Regions from separate parts of the Arachis hypogaea genome. Here region 2 is linked to region 1. Evidence: chromatin contacts called from public Hi-C data. All regions are on one chromosome and are shown on one strand. The core of a region is the stretch at or near the end of the contact, and the rest is flanking DNA. Distances in the headings are between cores, read along the strand shown.

Evidence for each region. A called contact is a pair of places that touch in the nucleus more often than the background predicts.
Region 2: a Hi-C map of leaf shows a contact between it and region 1, with 3 times the contacts expected there. The contact joins the enhancer-like site here to the promoter of LOC112750900 in region 1. A contact is called at or near these places in 2 of 8 Hi-C or Micro-C datasets (both in leaf).

Annotation. Positions count from the first base shown.
Region 1 is chr15:139,764,662-139,768,156 of arahy.Tifrunner.gnm2.J5K5, forward strand. It overlaps LOC112750900 (bidirectional sugar transporter SWEET4), which reads right to left and starts at 1,945. Exons shown (of 6, transcript XM_025799819.3): 1 at 1,809-1,945; 2 at 1,539-1,575; 3 at 1,229-1,445; 4 at 234-395; 5 at 23-145. The coding sequence starts at 1,851.
Region 2 is chr15:139,818,421-139,821,915 of arahy.Tifrunner.gnm2.J5K5, forward strand. No RefSeq gene overlaps it. Among protein-coding and RNA genes, the nearest start is that of LOC140179550, 6.1 kb to the right of the region's middle. Within about 2 kb of position 1,816, at least 3 of the 3 cell types and tissues checked have open chromatin away from gene starts, as enhancers often do.

The DNA of each region.
Region 1 (3,495 bases), core at 695-3,194:
AACATTTTTGGGAATTAATTACCAGGACAAAGAGATCAAAGGGGTTTATGAGAGCATATGTTGTCCAGCACAAACCATTAAGGAAGTTGGTAAGAGAGAGCCAGAATGGCATATACTTAACGCTCTTCGTTCTTATAACCTTTGCCTGTTCAATTCAACAAAGAACAAGATAAAATGATTACAAAGTAACTACAATTATAGATTCACAGGAGGGTTAGAAATGAAAGGCGTACCATGATTGTAAGAGGAGAGATATACATCATCACATTGAATATATCAGACAAAACACCAACCACTATTGATCTCCGGTTTATATCATGCAGTGCCAGCAATGTCACAAGTGCAACCACAGCAAAGAAAATAGCCTCGATGAAAAGGAAAAGCAGTACCTTTTTCTGAGCATAAATGGTTACATAATTAATACAATGCTTTGAGCATCTCTTGAATGGCCAATTAAACAGAGGCATAGTTAATTTTGTGAAGATAATAATGACTTCCTAAAACATAAGCTTAACTTACAGATAACTCAGCTAAGTACTTTTAGGTAACAGGAATTAGTGCATGTTTGGATAGCAATTTTTTTTTTAAACGAAAAAAGCTGTTTTACAAAAATTAGTATGTTCAAGTGATTTAAAAAGTATAATTTAAGCCATTAGAGTTGCTAAAAAAATTGTTTTCAAGCAAAAATCTAACTGAAATTTGGACCCTTTTTTCTGGAAAAAAAAAAAATAAAGCTACAGAATTAGTACAATTTTTTTTATAAACTGACATTAAGAAAAAGGCTCAAACACAATAATAGAATGTGTTAGCTAAAATTACTGATCAATAATATAAAGATTATTAGGCCCTGAAATTTTCTCTTAAAAATTTTGTTTCAATTTGAAAAAATAAATTAATACCATATTTTACCCTATTACATTGCTATGTTACTTTTTTTTTTAATTGATTCATACCTGTTTTAGTAATTTACCAAAAACATTTACTTTTTAAAAATCCAAACACCACAGATTAAATTAAAACTACTTTCCAACTAAATTATCCAAACATAAATTTATTCTTAAATAAGCAATGATATATATAAAAAAAAACCTTCTATACAAATAAACAATTTTTAGAAATAAGCATAATTTTTCAGCTTACCCAATCATAGCCTTATAAGCACAAGAAAGATTACATAATAAGAGGTAGAAAAAAAACGAAAACCAAAAAGCAGAGGAAATGGACGTACACGTCCTTTGGTGGGGGCATAAATGTAATATATGGTGAGATAGATGAACTCAAATCCAAGGCCAACGCTATTGATGGTGAGGACTAGAATGCTGTGAGGGTGCACGAAAGGAAGCCCGTAGAACACCCAAAATGCACAGTTCAGCACTGTTGCTATGTATGGATCAGGTTTGAATTCCTCCACCGACTTCTTCTTTATTATCGTATAGAAAGTTGGCCTGAAATTAATATTTCTTTAAATAACAAAAATAACCGAAAATTTTTAATTCTATACAAAAAAAAAAATAGAGGAATCGAGAGAAGTTAATTACGCAGGTGAGAAGAACAAGAGGAACGAGATGACATTTCCTGCACGGAAACGGAAAACACACCATCAAACGCGAAAACCTTACTCTAATCGGGTTCTTTCTTTTGCATGCAAAGATTGAAGACATTCTAAAGAAGTAGAAAAGAAATTGAGAATTTCCGTTGTCGATTCGGATGAAAGAAAAGCAAATCAGGTAATTGACGACGTTGCAACTTGCAGGTTAAGTAATGGAGGAGAAAGAGAAGAGAAATCAAGAAGCAAGGCAAGAACTAACCGATAATGCCGATGACGTTACGAGCTACTGCGGCGCTCACCATTTTCTTTTGCTACTGATTTAATGCACCACATACAATTTCACACATAAACAGAGAGAGAGAGAGAGCAGGAATGCGCAAGCTGTTAAGACGGTTATAAGTTATATAGAAATATGAAATAAAGAAAAAGAAAAAAGAAAATAATCATCTTGTCATAGGTAGTAAAAAATTCTATTTTCTAGTCATATCAACTTCACTCTTTTTTAAAAAGTATAAAAATAAAAAATTAAGAATTATTGTTATAAAAATGAGTTAAAATTAATTAAACAAATATTATTAAATAATTAACAGATAAACAATCAGTGTTTTAAGTATGAAAAAATATGGATAGCCAATAAAAATATTAAATAATGTGAATAATAAATAGATATGCTATTAGTTATTTTAATATTAAGATTTAGGTGAATAATTTAAAGTATAATATATTTTATTTAAATTGGGTCAATTTTAAAATTTATTGTTCATATTATTCAAGAAAATCATTAATTTCTAACATAGAGCAGTAAACCGGCAAGTATTTTGTTAGAGACAAAATTTAACAAGGTGTATACCAAGTATTACCCTAAAACTAATGATTAGCAGGTCAATTTTTTATAATATTTCCATTTTTTTTTAATTTACTTCTCTTTTTCAACTTATCTCCCACAATTATATGCGCTCTGTCCTCTCTCGTTCTTTCTTTTCGTCTCTATAGCTTCTTCCCTTCTTTCGCTGCTATACATCTCCACATACAACAATGATACAGGTTAATTCATTATCTTAATTAATATTCTTAGAGAACTATTTTAATTAAATATAATTATTAATTTGTTAAAGCACACAAACACATATGCACACATATATAGGTATTTATTTAAAATTATGCTAGTATTATTTTATTTGTGGTAAAAATTCACATATAATAATAAAATTAATAATAAAAAATTATACTTATATACATAAATAAGAGAGAGCAGTTGCATTGCATCTTGCATGTATGTGCTATGTGGTGAGGGGATGCAAATTGGATTACGTAATTGAGGGTGTAATGTTAGTCAATTTACAATTGCATGGTATATGTCACACAAACAGTCAACCGCAACTTATCTCAAATAAAGAGAGAATCCACATCTCATTACCGATAGCATACAATCCAAAGATCATGATCATGACACCTGCCTCTGTCTTTTATTCTGCATCGGCACTGTTCTAGCATGCCGAAACTGCTGTGTATCTGAGCCCCATAAATCCATAACTCAGAGGGGCTCACACTCACTGCCATTTAGATACTTTGATTCAAAATATATAATTTTTTGGGATTTGAGTAAATTGGTCTCATTTAACTTTTCAGTCTAATTAATTTTAATCTGATTCAAACAATTTGCAATGATTTGAGTTAGATTAGTTTATTTGATTTTAGAACTAATAAAAGTTTAAGAGGTTAATATTAAATTTTTGTTTTATATAAAATTAAGGCAAATATTTAAAATTAACTTAAATAAAAAGTTATTAAAAAATAATTTTAACATATTTTTTTTAAGGAGAAAAAATGAAACATAAATTATGAAAAAAATAAATAAAGAGAATGACATTATTTTGAGAAAAAAATATGCTACACACATACATACATATACACATATATATTATATTAAAATCAATTACTAAATT
Region 2 (3,495 bases), core at 566-3,065, 54 kb after region 1:
AAGTATAGGAAATTAAATTTTAGTTAATTAATATTAAATTTTAAATTTAAGATTTGTAATTTAAGATGCATGATTAAGAGTTTATTATTTAAAATTTAAAATTTAATATAAATAAAATAATTTTAAAAAATAATTAATGTTGATCGAAAAAAGGTTGAATACCTACCATTATTTTTCAATAATAGGCAAATGCGGTACAAGATTCTCTTAAACAATCTGTGTCAACTGTCAAGAATAGAGAAAGTTAGGTTCAAGTGCCAAAAAGCGATGATATTATCTACGATTTTGGGACACTTCACCCACCAACAATTTCGTGTTGGTGCCTAATTTCACGTTTTCTCTTTAACAAACTGATCCTATATAATCCAACCTACTTTCCTTTTCCCTATTAAGAAAGGAATACATAAATTTTACCCTCAGTACGTAGAGGCAGTAGTTGATTTTCAAAAATTAAGTTTTTTACATCCAAAAAATATCATATCGGTTGGTATACTTGCAATTGTTTGTATACAAGTTTCCGTTACTATATTTTGACTCTAACCCAAATGAAAGTAATACCGTAATAAAAAAAAAATGTATAAATTTTTATTAATTTTGTTTGGATTAACATACATAAATTTTGATTTTGAGCATATAATTTTGTTTAGGTTAATAAATACATACATTTCAATATATATATATATATTCCAGCAAAATGTAATAATGTAAGAAAAATGTTTTAGAATAGAAAAGAATAAAAGAGATTTTGACAAGAATTAAAGGAGAGAGATAATTTTATTGAAAAAATTTTTAAGACGAAAAGATACAATTACTAATTTTTTGATTGTCAACTATATTTCTATTAAAATTAGTAGTATCAAAAAATATTTTAAATTTAATATTATCAAAAAAAATAAAAAAAAATTATATAAGGACTAATTTGATTAATTTTTAATTTTTCAGGGATGAAAATGACTTACGTCTGAACTTTCAAAGACTATTTTGATTATAAATAATTTTTTTACATGTCAAGTGCCACGTGTCACTGAACTGACACGTCAACCAATCATCTTGTGACACGTGGCATTAGCCCTCACGTCATTATATCCCACGTGGCACTTAACGTGACACGTCATCATCCAATTGACGGAAGGGCTAACGTGGCTAATCGTGTATCTTTCGGAGACGATTTCGATTAACTTTATTTTTCGAGGACCAAAATGGAAATCATGGCATCTTTTAGGGACGATTTTGACTATTTACTCATAGATAAATATATCATTTCTAGTTTTAAACAATTTTAAAAAAATGAACACAAATTCTATTTAAGTTTGATAATTGATATTTAGATTGTATATACATCTAATAGAGTTATCAACTTAATTATTAAGTTTCAAAAGTTGAATTATAAAAACTCTAATAAATAAAATTGAAATAATCATATCACTTTCTCATTATAAATACTAAATATATATTTTTTTAAATTCTTTGGTTCTTTTTTAATTAGCTCATCAGTAACCTATGTTTAATCCTCCATAAATACTATCCTTCAAAAATTTATGTAACAGTGATCTCAATTAAAATATTTCAAAGACAACTCATTATTAGAATAAATTAATTGAATAAATTTACATCAATATGATAAACTTAACCCTTTTTTTTTGTTTATTCTCAACTTTTTTTATATTTTTGGGTGATATAAGACAACTTTAACTAATTTCTTAGGCCACAAAAAAAAAATTATACTCCAATATTAAAAAAGAGTCCCATTACTTTGGCCCAATCCACACAACCTAAACAATTAATGCTCAGACCTTCTCCACTCCATAGCTAGCTGAAACACAAGCCAATCATACTTGCACCGCAAGACTTGGTTTTGTGGCACCTAAGTTTGTCTTGCTAGGAGGTGCATCGGGTTCAAATTCTAGCTATGTCTTAAAAGTTGATATATGAAACCCATTGAAAAATGAAAGGGAGTGTGTGTAAAGGTACTTGACAAAAAAACAAAAAAGCCGATCATACTTAAGCTACACTAACAACCATACCACCAGACCTCAAAAACAACATTTCGAACCTTTCTTTTTGGCTAACAGAGCAGCAGGGTAGAACTGCACACGGATCGAATCGGATCGGATATAGCCTAAAATTCTATCCGATCCGCACTGCATTCATTGGATCGGATCGGATACGATACTTGCAATTTTTTAGGCCCGATCCGATCCGCATAATTGCGGATCGGATCAGATCGGATATCGAGTATATCCGCATAATTCAAAAAAAATGTTTTCAAATTCCATTTGGCTGTTTTTATTAAAAAAAAAAAAAATCATTTTTCACCTGTTTATGCATATTTAATTTTAAAATATTATTAATAAAAGTTCTCTTGAATAACAAAAAAAAAATAATAACACAAGATTTAAGTTTAATTATTCTAAGTCGAAATACAACATAAAAAATAAAAAACAAGATATCATAAAATTCATAAAACAACACACTAAATTCATACCACATTAGGGTTTATTTTCTTAAACTATACTATTTATATGTGATGTGCGGATATATGCGGATTTGCAGATCGGATCCACGGATATCACTGCCAAATCCGCAATCCGATCCTACCATAATACGGATCGGATTCGATCCAATCCGATAGCTCTACAGATCAAATAATATCCGCAAAATTTAGATCGAATTCAAATAATTACCACAAATATGTGAATATTATCCGATGCATGTGCAGCCCTAAACAGGGACAGGGGCAGTCCTCACCATGTTTTACATGTTAGCATCTTTATATAAAGAATTTCTATTTACATCACAGCCTTTCATATATTTAATTCATTATTTGGATGTTAGATAATCATTAGTATACTAATGTATTAGTAAAATACATTGACATATATGAAAATCTTCCAAAATTATAAATGTAGTGGTCATGATGGTAATTGTTGTAATTTAAAATATCGTGATAAAATAATAAGAGAAACAAAAACATATTAATAGAAGAAAAAATAGTACTTTGAAAAGAAAAAAATTAATTTTAATATAGAACTAAAATAGGATAAAATAAAATATTTTTAAGATAAAAATAAAACATTTTAAATGTTGTAGACAATTAAAATTTAATCCAAAATTTAAAAACTAAAAGAGTAATTTACCCTAACATATATATCATTTTCTGTAAGTAAATAATTGCAATGTTTTTGAACTATTTACAACTATATACGTCAATCGCATTAGGATTTGAGAATTTGATGCAGTTACGAAAGCATGTAAATTGCACCAAGGAGTGTAATTCAAAAAGAGAACCCAAATCACATGTCCCAAACTATTTAAGCAAATCATTAGAAATGAGTTTGTAAATAAATTGCAGTGGGATAGGACTTTTCTTTGAAGCTCATAAATGCCACTGCGATTTACGCTGTTTTGCGTACAAAGGATAAATTTCGATCCGATTTATTTTTTTAGATGGTTCAAAACAAATTCGTTCCGAAAATAGGAGAAAAAGAAGAACTA